2 separate regions of the Muntiacus reevesi genome follow, and region 2 is linked to region 1. Evidence: chromatin contacts called from public Hi-C data. All regions are on one chromosome and are shown on one strand. Each heading gives the region's core, a stretch centred on a gene start, on an enhancer-like site or on the middle of the called end of the contact. The rest is flanking DNA. Distances are from core to core; before and after follow the strand shown. Region 1 holds the start of ZEB1 (zinc finger E-box binding homeobox 1). Region 2 holds the start of ZNF438 (zinc finger protein 438).

Region 1 (5,695 bases), core at 1,799-4,298:
ATCTCCCACTGTATACATCACATCATTTACTCCTTCATTAAAAAGATTGAAGAGTTAACATTTTTTCCAAGCGATTCTCTCCAGTAAACAACTGCAACTTACATATGACTGCGTTGCTAAGAAATCCTAACCAGCACCTATCCTGAGGTTTCACAACACAATGGCATGTAACTTCATTTTTAATTTGCAAATCAGGAGGCTTAATCAAACAGCGTGGCTGTAATAATCAGCAATGGATGAAATGCATCTGAGAACAAAAAGAAATACAAGGACGGAGCCAAAAGTGATGAAAATGGAAGATACCTGGAGTAGCACAGTACTATCCGAAACACCTTTTGTTTTCTGCGAGTAATGCTCACTGCAGGCAAGACGTTTTGTGCTAAACATCCCCAAATCTGTTTTTCTAATATTAAACACAAAGGAAAAACACTGACAGCCAGCGTGGTAAATAAATCCCTCCCTTGAGAATGAAAGCAGCAGACAGGAGGGGGCTGACATCCATGCCGGAGAAAAACTAAACACCATCTTTTTTCTACCTGTACAAGTTGCCATTTGCTGCAGCGATCCAACAGCTCTCTTTCCTGTTGATTTCAAGTACCTTTCAGGATCGCTTTTCCCCCTTAAGTCATCTGTTGATATGCCTGATGGGTGTAATGTTCACATCCCAGGATCTTTAGAAGAAAAATCCATCCTTTCCTGCTCAGGTAAACATGTTTACAGCAGCTGCACAGACGCTGGGTGGTTCAGACTCACATGTCACACACATGTCGTCAGCAACAAGAAAAGCCCCTTTCTCTGGCGATGAACATTTTAAATAAGGTAAAACGCGAACAGCCCTTTCCAGACCAACTTACCTTTCATAAAGCCACATCAGCAACAGCAACAGCTCAATATAGCACACACACTGTTTGACGCTAAAACAGGAAATTAAAATTGCAATAGCCTGTGCTCCGCTCCTGGCCGTAACAAGTCATCTCTCCACAACGAGGACGCCAAATATTAGTTATCGATCATCACTTAACAGACGTCTTTAAAATGCAAATGTGTATTTGGATAACTAAGACCGTTCACGAAAGCGGCGATTTCAATGTCGGCTCGAATAAATTAAAATTACGTTTACATCTTGAAACCGCCTGAAAACCTCCGTATCTGCTTCTAGACAGGAAATCCCACACAAAATCTAAAATTGCCAGGAAAGGTTACAAAACCTCGCGTTTCGCATCCCGGAGGGGAGGGAGAAAGGGAGCCCGGGCCTGGGGGTGGGGCGAGCGCCGGAGAGTTTTGACTTAAACCCGTATTTCCTCATTTTCTGGAGGATACGGCGATCCCGTTCCAGGCGCATTTATTTCCCTACTCTCAGAAACTCGTTTTAAAAATAACGCAGGAACCCATACGAGCCCCTCGGTCCGCTAGGTCCGTGCAATTCCTTATATAGACTCGGCCGCAGCCAGCGGCAGGGCCGTAGCCGCCCATTATTCTCCAAACAGGTACCGGGCGGGCGGGGGCCGCGCTCCGGCCTCGGCCCTGTCGCCGCAGGAACTGTCCAGACAATACCCACCAGCAGACGGTCGCCGCGGAGCGGGCGGGCGGGCGGGCGCAGCATCGCCCCCCAGATAAGCAGAAATGCAACCAACTTCCACCGTCTCTCCCCACCGCAAAGGGCGAGTGTGCAGCCCACCAATACATGTTCGGGGCTCGCTCGCTCGCTCTCCCGTTATTATTGTTATTTTTCTAAACTCTCACGCCAGGCAGATGGGGGGGTGCGCCCCTCCCCGCGCAGCATCAGCACTCATTAGTAAACCCGGCGGCCGCCGCCGCCGCTGCCGCGCGGGCAGCGGCGCCCCGCGTCCGTCGGTCCGGCCGCCTCCCTCCCCCACACTCCTTCCACCCGAGACCCCGAGCGCCATCCAAGCTCCCTTCGCCGGCTTCACGCCCTGCGCGTCCGGCCCAGGTAACAACTTCCCCAAACCGAAAGAGAACAAGGGAGGCGCACGCTCGGCAGCCCATCCCCGCGCGGAGGAGGCGTCCTCCCGGGCGGGGGGACCTGTCTGCGGTGCTTCCCGGTCCCGAAACCAGGTAACAACTCTGCCAACCCGCCGCCGCCGCCCCCCACACACAAACCCCGCGGCTCCCACGGCCGCGGTTCCGCGCCCGCCCCGCCCGCCGGCTCCCCGCGGGACGCGGACCGCGCTCGGGGCGCTTAAGGGACCCGCACCCCACCCCGAGGACCGTGAAGCCCCGTCCCGCGCCGAGCGCGCCTCGCCGGCCGCTCCCAACTTTACCGCCACTGGCCCGGCCCGTCCGCCCGCCGCGCGCTCCGCGCACACGCGCGCACGGACGACACGCAGCCCGCGGCCGCCGCGTCCCGCCGCCGCGCGCCCGCAGCCCGGCCAAGCCGCGGGGCCCGAGCCACCGCGCCGGCGGGGCCGCGGCGCGCGGAAGCCACTCTGCACGGGCAAGCGTCGGGCACAAGTTAGTTCCTCGGCTCCGGGGCCTCGGCGCCGCGGGGACGAAGCGCCGAGGGCGCCGAGGAGGCGGGGAGGGGGGCGCCGAGGGGGCACAAGAGTGGGGAAAAAGTGCGGAAAGAAGCAACAGCCGCTCCCCCCCGAGCCCAGAAAAGTGGGCGCCGCGTCCCGGCCGCCCGCCCGCGCCGGGGATGCGGCGGCGGCGGCGGCTAACGGTCCAGCGAGGCGGCAGGGGCGGCGGGAGCCGCTAGGCGGAGAGACCAGGTAAGAGACATAACGGTTCAGGGAGAGCGGGCGGCCGCGGCGCGGCTCCGGCGGCGGCGGCCCGGAGGGGGGCAGAGAGCACTACTTTCTACTTTCCCACTCCACTTGGCCCGTCCCTGCCCGGCCGCCCCCAGCCCAGCTCGCCCCCCTCGCCCTCGGGGGCGCCCCGGCCGCCCGGCTCCCCCTGACTCCGCCGCTCCCCGGTCCCCTCCGCCACTCACCGTTATTGCGCCGCGGGTTCGCCTGCTTTCTGCGCTTACACCTGGGGCCATCCGCCATGATCCTCTCGCTTGTGTCTAAATGCTCGAGTCACCTCCTCCCCCTCCCTCCCTCCCCCTTTCCCCCCCCCGCCCCTCCGCCTCCACCCCTCCCCCCTCCCCACCGCACCTGGTTTACGACACTCGAGGCTTTACGACATCACCTTCCTTACACCTAGAGCCACTCGCTCTACGGCCGGAACCTTGTTGCTAGGGAGAGGACGGTTTGCGGCAGACGGGGGAGCAGCTGAGTTTGCATGGAGGGGCGAGGAAAAAGTTTCCTCCAGGTGTCGCGGGCGGGGGTGGCGGGGTGGGGGCGCGGGGGAACCGTGCGGACGTGGTCCGGAGGGCGACTGGCCGTCGGAGCCGAGAAAGGTAAAATAGGAGCTCTGAACTGGCCACACCCGCTGCTGCCGCCAGGGGCACGTTCGGGTCTGGCTGATTCTCGCAGGCATCCCGTGCCCTCGGAGCCGCCCCCGGAGTGGCGGGATCAACCTGTCCTCCTTCGGCCTTACGGGGGGCGTGGTGGGGGGGCGGTTCACGCAACCCCGGCCGCCCGGGGATGCTCCGCGATCGGGGGGCGGGCAGGAGGGTCTGGGGAGCGGCGGACAGCTGTTTCGGGACACGCGGCGCCCCGAAACTACCTGACCCCGCACGTCGGACTCCCCGCCCCTCCGCGGACGTACAGTGTCCCCCCCCCCCGCCGAGCAAACCGGGGGTGGGAAGTGACTTCAACGAGGTAGAAGTTCAGCTGGACCGAAAGAGGGGCGAGAAGTTCCGCTTGCGAGCCACCTCGGCAGTGAAGCGGAATGAGTAATCCCCACGCCGGCCTGTCTCACTTCCTCCTGCGCGCTGGGCGCTCACCTGCTGTCACCTCGGCAGCCCCCGCCCCCAGGCCGCGCCCTTCTCCCTGCGGCCACGTCCGCCCTGCTCCCCGCCCCCCCCCCCCCCCCCGCCAGTACATCGCCCAGATCCGAGGCCCCCAGACTTAAAGAGTTAGGGTGTTAACAGGCCACAATTTAGTATCTGGGTGGGCAGCGGTCGCTGTGCAGAAACTTAGGGAGTGAAACGAGGGCCGGCAGGTGTGGTCTTGGCAGGTGATGGATGGCGATCTTATCTCGATCTGCGTACAAGTTCAGGGATTTCTGAAAGACCACGTAGATACCAGCACAAATACCAAGAAGGTCACGTCTTCAGTATTCAGTAGAGACTTCGCTCTCCCCTCCTCCCCGCCTTCAAATGAGGAAATGTCTTTGGGACCAACTTGAGAGAATACAGCTGAGCTGTGTTTCGAATAATAAAGAGTTATAAATGAACATTGTAAGAGATGATAGCTAAAGAAGTTGAGAAGACTGAAACGTCACAAAGTATTAGAAGTAACAGTCAACCTAGCACAGTGCTGTCACATTAGGTGCTCACCAAATTTATGCCTATGATTTTTGTCATGACGATGGCAGGACTTTTTTATTATGTTAATTTTTTGAACACCATCCAGGCTTTTGGAAGATTCATTAATAATCTCTCCAAACCTTTCATCTGAAATAAATTTACAGCTGAAGTCTAGTAATTTAAAATTAGAAAGTTTAATCCTGAATATAGATGAAAATTTTCTTTCCCACGTTTGCTTTGGCATTTTGATAAGTGGATGTGTTATTTATTGGTGCATGAAAGGGGACTGTAACTATTCTTTGCTGTACATTATGTCTGTGTGCCTGGTTTCTTCCTCAGTACCAAAGCTAGAATCATCACTCTTAATGATCATCTTAAGTACAGGCAGTCCTGATCTCAATACCATGTTCACCGAACTTGTGCATGCGAGAACCAGAACAAGGCTCATTCATTGCTTGGTTCAAGTGGTGATTTTTCCCTACCCTCCCAAGAGCTATATAATGTTCTTCAGTTGCAGGCTTCTGAATCAGCTTAGACTTTATCCTTTGCGGGCATCCCTGCCCCACCTCTCAACACACACACACACACACCCCTGCCCCACCTCTCAACACACACACACACACACACACACACACACACACACACACACGCACACACACACGCACACACACACCCCTACCCCACCTCTCAACACACACACACATCCCTGCCCCACCTCAACACACACACCATCTCCCTGTACCACCTCTCAACACACACACACACCCTTTTTACAGCTATCCAGCCAGAAAGGAAAAAAAAGTACTTTCTAACTCAAGCACACATTTCACTTAGTCTTAAACTTAGGAAGTATCACACCTTTTACTGAAGTAACCTGTCCTGATCCACCTACTAAGCTTTATTCTGTGTTCATGGGAGTGTGCTCGGTTGTGTCCGGCTCTTTGCAACCCCATGGCCTGTAGCCTGCCAGTCTCCTCTGTCCTTGGGATTATCCTGGCAAGAATCCTGGAGTGGATTGCCATTTATTCTTCCAGGGGATCTTCTGACCCAGGGATCTAACCTGCATCTCCTGTGTCTCCTGCATGGGCAGGCAGATTCTTTACCACTGAGCCACCTGGGAAGCCCCTTCTGTGTTTATCCTCACCTTGAAATCAGATACAAAGTGAAGGAATAAACCAAGCATGAGTTAAACTGTCTTTAGTGGTTACTGGTTTAGTTAGTTTGGGCCAGACTATTCAGCTCCTTGCAGACTGATACCTTTTTTTCCCCCTTTTGCTTGCTTGTTCATTTCTGTACCCTCAGTACCTGGTAGGGTACCTA
Region 2 (5,695 bases), core at 1,275-3,774, 250 kb after region 1:
AATTGGGAGTCAGATAACTTTAAGCTTGTGACCTGAGGCAAATACTCAACCTCACTTTTACCCTCATCTTTAAACAAGTAAAAATAGTACCTAGATTGAAGAGGTTTTGTGAATAGTAAATAAAGATTTCACATAGAGTGCTGACCAGTGATTTAGATCTAAGTGCCAAGAAAGGCTGGCAGTTATTACCAGAGGCAATCAATAATAGAAGTTGACTTGAAGAGAGACTAGATCTTTTTTTTAAGAGATGGGCTTCCCACCTGGCACAGTGGTAAAGAATCTGCTTGCCATTGCAAGAGACACAGGAGACTTAGGTTCAATCCCTGGGTCAGGAGAAGGAAGTGGCAACCCACGCCAGTCTTCTTGCCTGGAAAATTCCATGGACAGAAGAACAAAGGTATTTTGTATTGTAATATTTTTAGTGCATTTGGTATGTCTTCTCGATCATTTCCGCTCCATCAAGACAGATGATGTTTACATGGTACATGCCCATAGGTGTATCTAGAATCTCATTAAAAAAGAATTCCATATATATGCGTTAGTATACTGTATTGGTCTTTATCTTTCTGGCTTACTTCACTCTGTATAATGGGCTCCAGTTTCATCCATCTCATTAGAACTGATTCAAATGAATTCTTTTTAATGCCTGAGTAATATTCCATGGTGTATATGTACCACAGCTTCCTTTAGAATTTAGAAAGATGGTAACGATAACCCTATATGCAAAACAGAAAAGGAGACACAGATATACAGAACAGACTTTTGGACTCTGTGGGAGAAGGCGAGGGTGGGATGTTTAGAGAGAACAGCATTGAAACATGTATATTATCAAGGGTGAAGCAGATCACCAGCCCAGGTTGGATGCACGAGACAAGTGCTCCGGGCTGGTGCACTGGGAAGACCCAGAGGGATGGGGTGGGGAGGGAGGTGGGATGGGGGATCGGAATGGGGAATACATGTAAATCCATGGCTGATTCATGTCAACGTATGGCAAAAACCACTACAATATTGTAAAGTAATTAGCCTCCAACTAATAAAAATAAATGAAAAAGAAAAGAATTCCAATTTTGGGATGATATACATAAAACATTTTATAAGCATGTAATTAATGAAATTAACACCTGAAAGTTTTCTTAAATTGTTGTTTAACAAGGAAAAATACAAATATTGCTATTTTTTCAATATGTAGAATTTTAGATTTTTTGTAATATGTGGAATTTTGAAAAGTGCTAATTTTTCTATAACTCTGCACCACAGAACAAAAACCTTATTTTTGTTAAAATTTCTATCTACAAACTTTATAAATTTCTTTCATGTTACGATAGTGATCATTTAAACTTGTGTATTTTAGTCCCTTAGTCGTTTCTGACTCTTGGCGACCGCATGAACTACACCCGGCCACGGTCCTCTGTCCATGGAATTCTCCAGGCAAGAATACTGGAGTGAGTTGCCATTCCCTTCTCCAGGGGATCTTCCTGACCCAGGGATCGAACATGGGTCCCTGCTCCTGCATTGCAGGCAGATTCTCTACTGTCTGAGCTACCAGGGAAGCCCAATTAAAACTTTGTATGATATAGTAAGGTAAACCATACAAATAATATCCAAGTCAGAAACTTTTCTAAACTTTAATTACTTAAGTGTATTTTTCCTGAATAATACGTTTACTTTTAACCAGCCCAGATGTCAAGAGTTAAAGGCTAACAGTCCCCGTCATCGTCATCACTCTTTCCTATGAAAATACTACAGTATTTTCAATGAGAGTGTAAACAAACCATTGTTTCAGGTTTTATTTACACTGGAGCTGTCTGGCAAAATTTCACGCTTGATCTAGCTATTTGTCGTGATTCCAAGTTTTAAAAAGTGATCCTTTCTCTCTTCAGTACTTCCTCCGTGGCATCTACTTCCAAGACCTCTTTTCCCCATTCTTTATTTCTCCCCAAGACGTTGTTGTTTGAGCCACTTTTTAGTATAAAGTGTTATTTTTCTTTCTGACTGTAAGACTAATAGAAAAATCATACAAGGCAGAAATAAATGTTTAATATATTGCTGTCGGTTCTTCGAGCCTTCAGTTTTCCTTTGACTAAGCCATCTTTTAACCAGAAAAGAGCATAAAATAGCAGAGACCCGGGTTGGCGCAGGAAAATGTCACCAGGTGAGGAAGAGGTGGAAAGTTTACACGAGCGAAGACGCGTAAATATTTTGTTTATACAGATCATCGTCTGTTAAAGACAAAATAGTGGAACCTGTGCAAAAGTTGGAAATCTAGTAGGAAAGGGAAAGACTAAAAACTCCAGGAAAACGTCAGAACAGCCGCTCGAACAGGGCGGGGTCGCGCGGCGCCGGTCCTGCCTCCAGTTGGAGCCGGAAGGGCGGACCCCAGGGGGCGGGGCCAACGGAGGGGGTGGTCCGGTTGGGGAGGAGCATACTCTGCATGGGCGGGGCCGAACCCTTGGGGCGGAGTCGGGGCGGGGCGGCATAGGAGCAAGGGCTGGTGGGAGACCTGAGCGCTCCCGGCGAAGGGGGCCGCAGCACCTGATGGAGAACAAATGACTGCTTCCGCACGTGGAGAACTTTTAACGAACACGTGAGGGAAGAAAGGCAAAGTCTGTGGAAAATTTACTTCACAACTCTGGCGCCCAGCCCCTTGGCGACACCCTGTTTGCTGTGTTCCCAGGGTCTTTGCCCACTCCCATTGTTGCCTCGCCCCCGGCCCCACGGCTAGAGCACAGCTCTCTCAAGCAGCCCCCGCCCTCGGCGGCCTGGTTTGGGAAGCCCTCCCGGAGGCAGCCAGGCGGGCAGTCTGCGCCTGCTCCGCACCCAGGGCCCCGCGGTGGGGCGGGGCCGTTGAGGAAGGGGCGTGTCTCCCGCCTTTGCGCGGGGGGCGGTGCCCCGCGGCCTGGCCTGCCCAGGCGCCGGGTCCTCTGACGTCACCTCGCCGTGACGCGTACGCGGTAGGAAAACTGTAAGTTTCTGAGGATTCCTGAAGCTGCTTGGGCCTCCGGGGCTCGCCCAGCTGTCCGCACCCCACGAGTCGGTGGTGGCCTTGGGTTCCGCCCCTGGGGCGGTCCGGGGAGCCGCCGAACGCGGTGACGGGACAGGTACCCGCCCGGGGCGGGAGCGCACTCTCCGTGGCAGGCTGGGCGGCAGTGAGAGGCGAGGCCGCGCCCTGGGAGACGCGCACGGTCTCCCTTGGGACCACAGTGGAGGCCAGAGAATGGGGAGTCCAAGGGAAGAGCCTCTTTTCTTTCTTCCTCGTAGAGAGGACTGAATTCCATCTGCCCTGGAGTTTGACATGTTGAGTCAGCGGTGCAGGGTTCCTGCAGAGACCCCCGCACATCTGGGCTTCCTTTGGGGTCCCCGCAGCTTCCAGATAGCTGAGGGCGAGCTGCAGGGATGGCCACTTGCTGCCTCAGTTTCCTTTTTTTGTGTAAAATGAAGGCATAAAGGTCTCTGACCTCCCTAATGGGCATTTCCCAGGGCCGGGAGCGTTGTGAGAGGTAACCTTGCCAGGAGAAGACTTAAGCCAGTCGGTTATTCTGAGAATGTGGTGACCAGCGGCCCTGACAGAGGTCTTGTAGGTAGGAGAATGTTTTCAAAATTTTGCCTTCTCTCCTCCTTCCGCCCATCTAATCACGGACAACACTTGAACCGGATCACAGATCTGAATTCTTGTCTCTGAGCTTGGTGGACAGGGGTCAAGAAATCACTGGTATCAGTATCACAATGTTCTCAGCAATTAAAACGCCCTCTTGTCTGGTGTTGTAGAGAAAGCGCCCTGGAATGAGCACAGTATACTCAACACAGACACACTGTGTTTTAGGGATTGTTGATCTGTCAGTTTGGAATATCACCTTATCATATGTTACTGCTTGACTTTCTTGGCTTGCCAGAGGTTGGTGCATTTTTGATGAGTTAGTGTATACTGTGATACTTCTCAAATTCAGGAGCAAGTGTTTGTTAAGAACTTTGAAAGGAAGACTATTGGGCGCCCCTAGGGTGTATTTATTCAGGAAGTTGAATACAAAACACTTCTGTAAATTCAGCTCAGGGGCCCAATACACTTCCATCCAAGTTTGAAGAGCCTTAGAAAGCAAGGGTTCTGATTTTTGTTTCTGTTACTAGCTTGTGTCCAAAGAGAAGTCACCCAAGCTGGGAACTTTCTTTTTCTCCCTAAAATGGGAGATGATAGTATATGTACTGTTTCTTTTTTGAGGCTCAGACGCAATCATGAAAATGAAAGGCTGTCTAAGTATTGTTATTAAGAAACTCCGGCTGGTCCACTGACCTGTATAGGAGATGTGTATTTTCAAAGTCAGGTTCTGAGTCAGAACTACAGATAGAGCAGCAAGTAGACAAAGTCGCCAACCTGGTGGAGCTCATGGTCCAGGGGGGTATCAGGCATCAAAGAATAAGTACATAATGTTATTTCAGATGGTGGTAAGTGCAGTGAAGTCAAGGAAGATAAGAACAACAGTGGGAGTACAGGGCAGGTTGTTTGACATGGGGTCCATCAGGGAATAAATTTCAGAGGAGGTGGCTTTGAATTGATGGAAGTGAGAGGAAGAACCTGAGGTAAGAAATTTTCAGGCAGGCATAATCTTAGCAGTAAACCCTAACCTAGAGCTAACTATGTGAGGCATTCTTCTAAACACTAAATTAGATTTTTACAAACTTCTGAGGTGTGTGTTCATATCTCCATTTTTTATTATAGATGAGGATACCGGTGCACAGAAATATTAGGGATATGCTCATGGCTTCCCACGTGGCTCAGTGATAAAGAACCCGTCTACCAATGCAGGAGATGTGGGTTCTTATGCTTGGGTTGGGAAGATCCCTTGGAGTAGGAAATGGAAGCCCACTCCAGTATTCTTGCCTGGAAAATTCCATGGACAGTGGAGCCTGGGGGACTGCAGTCCATGGGGTTGCAAAGAGTCGGACACAGCTGAACAACTGTGTGCTTGCAGACAGAGCTAAATGTGATAGGGACAGTATTTGAATGTGGGTAGCTCGACCTCTGAGTCCAGACTTCAGAGGATTGTATGGTACTGTCTTGTGACAGGAGCAACAGCAGTGGTCTGAGGTGGCCAAGACATGGCAAGGGGAGAGTGTTTAGAACAAGGCAAGGAAGGGAGAAGGTGGTGGCAAGTGATACTGGAGGGCCAGCAACTAGGGGGACCCTTGTGGGCTAAGGGGGCAAGGGTGTGTGAAGATGCTACTCTGAATGTGATGGGAAACTAGAGGGAGCCTTGCATCAAGGGAATAGCATCTGATTGCAGTTTTCTTGGAGGGAGAATTAGCAGTAGGGCTGTGAAGTGGGGAGTATTGAAAGTGGGGAGATGGGCGTTTCTTACTGTCGCCTGGGGAGAGATGGCAGGGGTTTGGGCTAGGGGAGATAGTTGGCGGGATGATGGTATATGGTCAAAGTCAGTATACTTTTGATGCTAGAAGCTGAAGTGTGAGAAGAAGGAGAAGTAATGATTTCTCTGGTTTTAGGCTGAAACAGCTGGATGGATAATGGTGCTGTTTTCTGAGAAGGGAGGAAGGGGTTTGGGAGGACAGCCATGAATTCTGTTTTGGGCAAGTTATAGATGCTCCATAGACACAGTAACAGGCTTCCCAGGTGGCACTAGTGGTAAAGAACCCGCCGGCCAGTGCAGGAAATGTAAGAGATGTGGGTTTGATTTCCTGAATTGGG

What was found. A called contact is a pair of places that touch in the nucleus more often than the background predicts.
Region 2: a Hi-C map of muscle shows a contact between it and region 1, with 7 times the contacts expected there. The contact joins the promoter of ZNF438 here to the promoter of ZEB1 in region 1. A contact is called at or near these places in 2 of 3 Hi-C or Micro-C datasets (blood and muscle).

The regions. Positions count from the first base shown.
Region 1 is chr2:33,190,646-33,196,340 of mMunRee1.1, forward strand. It overlaps ZEB1 (zinc finger E-box binding homeobox 1), which reads right to left and starts at 3,049. Exons shown (of 9, transcript XM_065921220.1): 1 at 2,951-3,049. The coding sequence starts at 3,008. LOC136159241 (a long non-coding RNA gene) reads left to right here and starts at 1,833. Exons shown (of 4, transcript XR_010661432.1): 1 at 1,833-1,951.
Region 2 is chr2:33,436,836-33,442,530 of mMunRee1.1, forward strand. ZNF438 (zinc finger protein 438) reads left to right here and starts at 2,525. Exons shown (of 8, transcript XM_065921226.1): 1 at 2,525-2,962. All of the region lies in intron 3 of LOC136157125 (craniofacial development protein 2-like), which reads left to right.